Regions from separate parts of the Rattus norvegicus genome. Here region 2 is linked to region 1. A link is a contact called in public Hi-C data. All regions are on one chromosome and are shown on one strand. Each heading gives the region's core, a stretch centred on a gene start, on an enhancer-like site or on the middle of the called end of the contact. The rest is flanking DNA. Distances are from core to core; before and after follow the strand shown.

Region 1 (3,251 bases), core at 430-2,929:
TGATGGGATAACTCACACACCTTCTTCCTGAACCCAGATACAGCCTCACTTTCCTAGGTACGCCCCTAAATCTGCAGCAAGAATTTCTGAGCTGGCTCCACAGCACAGGGACAGCCTTGCCCGTGGGGCATGGACAGAGCCCCAGAGCACAGGGACAGACTTGCCCGTGGGGCACATACAGTCCAAGCCCATCAACTGTTTTGCTGCAGAAAAGTCGCTCCACCCTGCTCCACCCAAACACCCCTTTTCTCTTGAGACGAATATCCTACACCTCCTTTGGAAAAGTCTGGATACCCTCATCGGGGTGTGGTTTATGCTGCTGTCAGAGAGAAAACCATCCCCTCTGAGCCACTGTAACCCTCCCCTGACTCCAACCCCAAGGGGTTCACACACATAGTGAAGGCCACACTCTTGCTGAGGACTCAATGGCCCACATCCGTACCCGGAGTGGGATGCCCACTTCATCCATAGACACACTGCTTAGGTCCTGTGCACTCCTCACCACCCGTCTGCTGTCATCCTTGGCTCTCCTTTCCGCAGCCCTGATGGGCGAGGTGAGTTCTGCCGGGGTTGGCACTGGGTCCTGCTCACCCACTCTTCTCTCTGAGGCGGGATCTGGAAACGACAAGCAACCACAAGCTGAAACTCCAAAACAAAAATCCTCTCCAGCAATCCAGCTAGGGGAAAGGGGTATTTGCTAAGTGCCTATTGGAACTGACCCCACATAGGGCGAGGGTCAGCCAAGTCCAGCCCACTGCTGGCCACCTGCTTTTATAAGTAAAACTTTACTGGAACACAGCCACGGCGGTTTGTCCTTACACTCTTTATGGATGTTTTCGTATTACCATGGCTGACTGGGTAAGCTTTGACCATTTGGCCTGCAAAGCATCAGATATTAATCTCCTGGCTCTTTGAAAGAAGTCTGCAGAGGTATGAAACTCATGATAAAGCATTACTGCAAAGTTCCTTTTTCTGTTCCGGACGCACTTAACCCTCCTCATTTACCTTTCCCAGGCCTTGGTTCTCCCACTCAAAACTACGGGAATGACATTTCCACTGGCAAGCTCACGGAGGCGCTGTACGCCAAAGTGCTCTGAAAGCTTGCTGTGTGCTCACTGTAGTTTATTTAACCTGGTTTAGATCGGAACTTACGGAGAGCCAACAAATGTTATCAGGCATGGTCTACGGTTCACAAACATATCATCGTTAATGTCTGTTTTCCAAGCCATGCAGTTACTACAGGGACCTTGCCCAAGCACCTGCTAGGTGTTCCGCCTAGCGTCCTGCATGGGGAGATGCAGATGGACCTCTCAGTCAGATACTCAGGCTTCCGGGGGCTTATACTCTCCTGGGCCAGCAAGGAGAATGCACAGCAGCAGCGAGGGCCAACAGAGGAGTCAGCACCCAGCTGAGCTGCAGAATTTAGGTTCAGAGCCAACTTGTCTAAGAGAAGCCAACCAGATGAAAAGAAAGCGGAGGACACTCCTGGCATAAGGAACAGCATCACTATGTGCCACCTTGAACTGCTCTGACTTAATCATGTGCCTGACATTCCATTAACACTTCGGTAAGACAAGAAGACTCTATAGTTTAAAAGAAAAAAAAAGCCTTAGAGACATCCAGGAGGTGCTGCGGGAACCAGCTGAGACGCCTTGGCAGAACACAGTCTTGCAGCCACCAGCACGAGAGTGACGGCAGATCTCTGTGGTAGAAGGAAGTGAGAGCAGAGCCAAGGGCTGAAGTCACACACTGAAGGAAGCCAAAGGAAACGGGCAGAGAAGCAGCGACTCCCCAGCCTCTGTGGAAGTCACCTGAGCAACAGGAAAGAGACACACTGCTCTGAGGGAGCAGTTCCAGGAGGGCGACAGGGGCAGGTACCAGACTGCAGAGAAAAGGAAATGTGTATGAAAAAGAAGCAGAGGTGAACTCCACACAGAGGAAGGAGTGTCAGATGGGGAAGATGGAGGGGAAAGAGCTTAAGCCAAGGCAGCCTGAGCGAAGAATGAAGTGTGCCTCTCCTCCAACCCTCCAGCAATTAGTAATTGCTCCCCGGCTGAGGAGAAGGGGAAAGAGCTGGACAGGGAGCAGGCTCTGGCAGGAAGGCAGGATTTGAGGTTCCATGCAAAGCTGTGATGAAGTCAGAGATGTCCGTGTGTGAGGGAGTGGCTGAGGGGCTGAGGAACAGCGAAGACCGCAAGCTCAGGTTTTCGAACACTCATTCCGTCTACTCAACAGAGTCACTCTGCCCTGACTCCAGGCAAGCTTTATTCAAGAGGGCAGAATGGTTTCTAAACATCCTGGTAGAGCTAACTCACTCTGAACACCACCTTGTCTGGAATGTAGAGACTATGAGGACCACGGGCATGTTCAATGTTCCTGGGACAAATAATTCTTTTAAAAAGTGATTAAGGCAAGTGGTTCTAACAGTTGTTAACACTCAGCCCTGGGTTTTTCTAGTTACTTTAAACTATAAAAACCAGCCCCACCCACCCCTCCTTTAAACTTTAGAAGCTTAAGGTCACAGGATTCTGGTACCTGGAGGATTCAGACCCCAAAGGAAAAAAATGTTATTTGATATGGTAAAGACCTAAAGGGGTTCGCAACTGTTCCAGATAAGTCACATAACACTGCATTCACACTACAGCTTTATATCATATTCTGGTGTGTCATATATCTATGTCATATCTGTATCATCATGTTTCTAGTTTTATAGTGTGCTTCTTAAATTGGGGGACAGAGAGATGGCTCAGTGATTAAGAGTACTTTCTGCTCTTAAAAAAGACACAGCCTCCATGTGGTAGCTCATATCCACCTTTAACTCCAGATCCAGGAGATTCACTGCTGTCTTTTAGCCTCCACAGGCACCAAGCACACACAGTACTCATACAGCCACGCATGCAAATGCTCATACAGGTAAAGTAAAAATAAATAAATTTAAAAGAAGTCAATCACTAATCAAATGATAATGAAAACCTCGAATGGGGCTCTCTCAAGAGGAGGTGGAGCAGATTTCTTGTGTATCCAAACCTTTGTAACGGTCTAAAGCAATGCTTATATTTCCCTGGCGTTGGGACAGTAACCTCCCTACACCCTGTGCAGTCCCTGTCCTCTCTTACCAAGGGGACCGCAAACCACACAAAGCCAAAAGACACATGGGCTTCATCTCCGGGATGGATCATCTTCACTGCCTACCTGCCAATTAAGAAACACCTAGGATGTTAGTGAAGCACAGCTCCGGATATGCCCAGGAG
Region 2 (3,251 bases), core at 368-2,867, 140 kb after region 1:
AGGCAGCAGCAGGAGGGTGGGGCAAAAAACTGTTGGCAGTATCTTCCTCCTCTACCCCTCCCCCTCACAGCCAACACACCTCACCCTGTAGACATCTCTCACTCACTCGATGAAGGCTGAAGCTATAAAATCTCCCAATGTGTGTTTTCTGTCATTGACACTGTTGTCCCCATCTGCTGTCCACCCCACTTTTAATGCACCCTTCAATCACCACCTTGATATCTTCCCAGCCAAAACACACACTTAAATCTAAACAGAGGCATTAAAAAATAAAAGTAAAAAATGCATATGGTTAGACAAGCCATCCCTGGCCTTCGCTAAGGAAGAAAAAGGAAGCACCAGTGTTGGGGGCTGGAGGGTGTGTGGGGAGATACAGTCAGCGGCCTAACGTTCCAGGCAGGTTCTCCGGTGTCTCTAGATGAACCTCCCGCCTACCGACAGTGAAATCAATTTTAGCAATTTCAGTAGGTCGGCCCTGTGACAACAGGGGCATCCCAGAGCTCAGCGATTCAAACAAAAATCCAAAGGCTCATCCAGAACATGCTGGGAAAACCCTCGGACAGGATGAAATGAGCCGGCTCGGAGGGATCCCTTCTGCTTCCATGTAGCAGGGCATAATAAATTCCGTCTGCCCTGAAAGAGCATGCACTGATGAATTTCAAAGCCGTAGTAGACAAGCGGAGGTTCCAAGACACAGAATTCGACAGCAAATTGCCCTTCAGAGAGGCATAATGACTTTAAGCCTCTTTTCCTTCCTATCTCCAATGTCACTACCGCTTTTCAAGAAAAATCAGGAAGGACTGCCTGGGAAATAAGAGAAAGGAATAGCTTTAGGTCCCTTTGGTGACGGGCTGCCCTACAAGATGCTGTCATCCAGTCATCCAGTCATCCAGGGAAGCATGAAGGGGCCTGGGCGGTGAGCGGAAACACGGTATTCCGGGACACACACCCACCAACACTCAGGGATGCGGGCTGGTCTGGGCCAGCAACGTAGTCCTTGCTCCCTCCCGCCGCCCTCGGCTTTGGGGATGGAGTGGAGGGGTGTGCTGATGAATGAACACACCTGGGATGCCTCCATCCTGACACTTGTTCCCTCCTTCTCCCTTTGGCCGCAGCAGAAAAGACCCTCAGTAGTTTCACTTTCCAGTGCAAACCCACCCGGGCTCTCCCGTCCCCATCCACCCACACTGCAGCCAGCCCGAGGCGGGCGGACATTCCCTCCTGGCAGAGGCCATGATCGCACTTACCTTCACCTACCAAAAACGAAAAGGCATAAAGAAACCTACAATGCCCCAAGCTCCCCGCGTCCTAGCAACTTTTTGAAGGGATGGGGAGAGGGGACACGGAGCAGCCTGGAGACACGGCTCAGCGAAGGTCCCCCGCGGCCACCCGGGGATGCTCTGGGAGAAGGGGGGCCCCCAGGTCCCTCCAACAGCTGGCCCTTTAAAAGCACCTCCTCCGCGCGCGGAACAAAGGCGCCGCTCCGGGGGCCCGCTGTACCCGCCCGGGAGCTGCCGCCGGAGAGCGCAGCCGCCGCCCGCTTACCTCGCGGGTCCCCGGCAAGGGCTTACGCGCGTCCTGCCCGGCTCGCGCTCCACGCTGCAGTCAGCCCCGCTCTGTTTTTCTGCTACTCCGGGCTGACTTCACCAACACTGGGGCCGGCCAATGGGCGGCGGCGACCAGCCTCTCATTAGCATGGCCTGGAACGGTCCACTCCGGCAGCGCCCAGGGGGCGGGGCCTGGCCGGCCGTGACAGGAAGGGGCGTGTGCGCCAATGGGGAGGCGAGGAAGAGCCCGCCGCCAAGCCTGCGTCCCTGTGAGCCGGGCGCGTACCCGCGGATCCCCGCGGATAACGCGCGCGCACCCGCTAACCCTTTTTGCCCTGGGCTGCCCTCAAGTGCCTCCAGACGCTGGCACTAAGGTCTCTCTAAGGGTTTACCCACAGAGAGCTTGAAGGGAACAGTAAGCATAAAACAACAAACAATGTGTCCTAGCTATATACAAATTATTTAACCTTGTGCCCTTTTGCTAATCTGTAAAATGGCACCATAATTCCACTTGGTAGTGAATAAAACCTTGCTCATGGCGCTCTCTACCAGACAAGCGCCTAATACTTCCTGTTTTCTCTTTTGATTTTCACGGCCTTGTGAAAGAAACCCTCTTTACTAGTTTCTCTTGTTTTAGTCTTGCGTGGCCTCAAACTCACCGTGCAGCTAAGGGTGATCCTTCTGGGATTACAGGATGCCCCACATACACGCACAGCCCAGGCCAACCTCCTGACTCAGCCTCTAGAGCGGTAGGATTATCGGCTGCACCACTCTGCATCCTGACACTGGTATTTTATTTATACAACCTACATTCAAAGCTCAATGGTCATGAATGAGTTGAGCCCTGGGGTTACTAAGAGGGCCCTCCCCTTAAGAAGCTTGCGTCGAAGGGAGGGATAAATAAACCGGATCATCTGTAAATGAGCTAGAGTAATAACTGGGCACAGGCAAGAATAGGCAGGGTATGCAGTTTTGTCCCTGTGCTCCCTGTCTTCTAACCCTCTCCAGTACCCAAAAGAACAGCAGAAAAGGAAACAGGGAGGAGGGATTGTTTGCACTGGTTAGGCGAGGCAGCAAGAGGCAGTCTGGAACTTGCTATCTCACATCCTTAGGACACTCATCAAGGTAGGTGTCCTAGTTAAGGTTTCTACTGCTGCAACAAAACACCACCACGGCTAAAGCAACTTGAGGAGGAAAGGGTTTATGTGGCTCACACTTCCATAGCACTGTTCACCGTTGAAGGAAGCCACAACAGGAACTCGAGCAGAGCGGGAAGCTGGAGATGGGAGCTGATGTAGGTGACATGGAGGGATGCTGCTCACTGGCTTGCTCCCCGTGGCTCGATTAACCTGCTTTCGCACAGAATCCAGGACCAGGAGCCCAGGGTGGCCCATCCACAATGGGCGGAGCCCTCCCCCATCAATCACTAATTTAAAAATGCCCTACAGGCTTGCCTACAGCCCCATCTTAGGGAGGCATTTTCTTAATTGAAGTTCCCTCCTCTCAGATGACCTCAGCCTGCGTCAAGTCGACTTAAAACTACCCAGCACAGTAGGACAGTCACCTGAGCGCAGTTAATTCTCTTCAGCTGCCTTTGGAAAGAATCTTCAGCCCAGCGGTGATCCTAGTTAGCAGGCTGCGTGGTGGGGTAAGGATAGGACTTGGTGACCGCACAGGCAAGAGGAACCCCATCTGTAAAGGTTG

What was found. A called contact is a pair of places that touch in the nucleus more often than the background predicts.
Region 2: a Hi-C map of psoas muscle shows a contact between it and region 1, with 5 times the contacts expected there. The contact joins the promoter of Sorbs1 here to the enhancer-like site in region 1. A contact is called at or near these places in 2 of 12 Hi-C or Micro-C datasets (liver and psoas muscle) and 1 of 1 datasets of contacts at active chromatin or transcription factors (oligodendrocytes).

What each region holds. Positions count from the first base shown.
Region 1 is chr1:249,133,637-249,136,887 of GRCr8, forward strand. It overlaps Sorbs1 (sorbin and SH3 domain containing 1), which reads right to left. Exons shown (of 32, transcript NM_001421361.1): 11 at 443-615. Among named protein-coding and RNA genes, the nearest start is that of Pdlim1, 95 kb to the left of the region's middle. Within about 2 kb of position 1,680, at least 22 of the 93 cell types and tissues checked have an H3K27ac peak or open chromatin away from gene starts, as enhancers often do. A contact at or near this core is called in liver, where this site is marked.
Region 2 is chr1:249,277,991-249,281,241 of GRCr8, forward strand. Sorbs1 (sorbin and SH3 domain containing 1) reads right to left here and starts at 1,618. Exons shown (of 32, transcript NM_001421361.1): 1 at 1,546-1,618.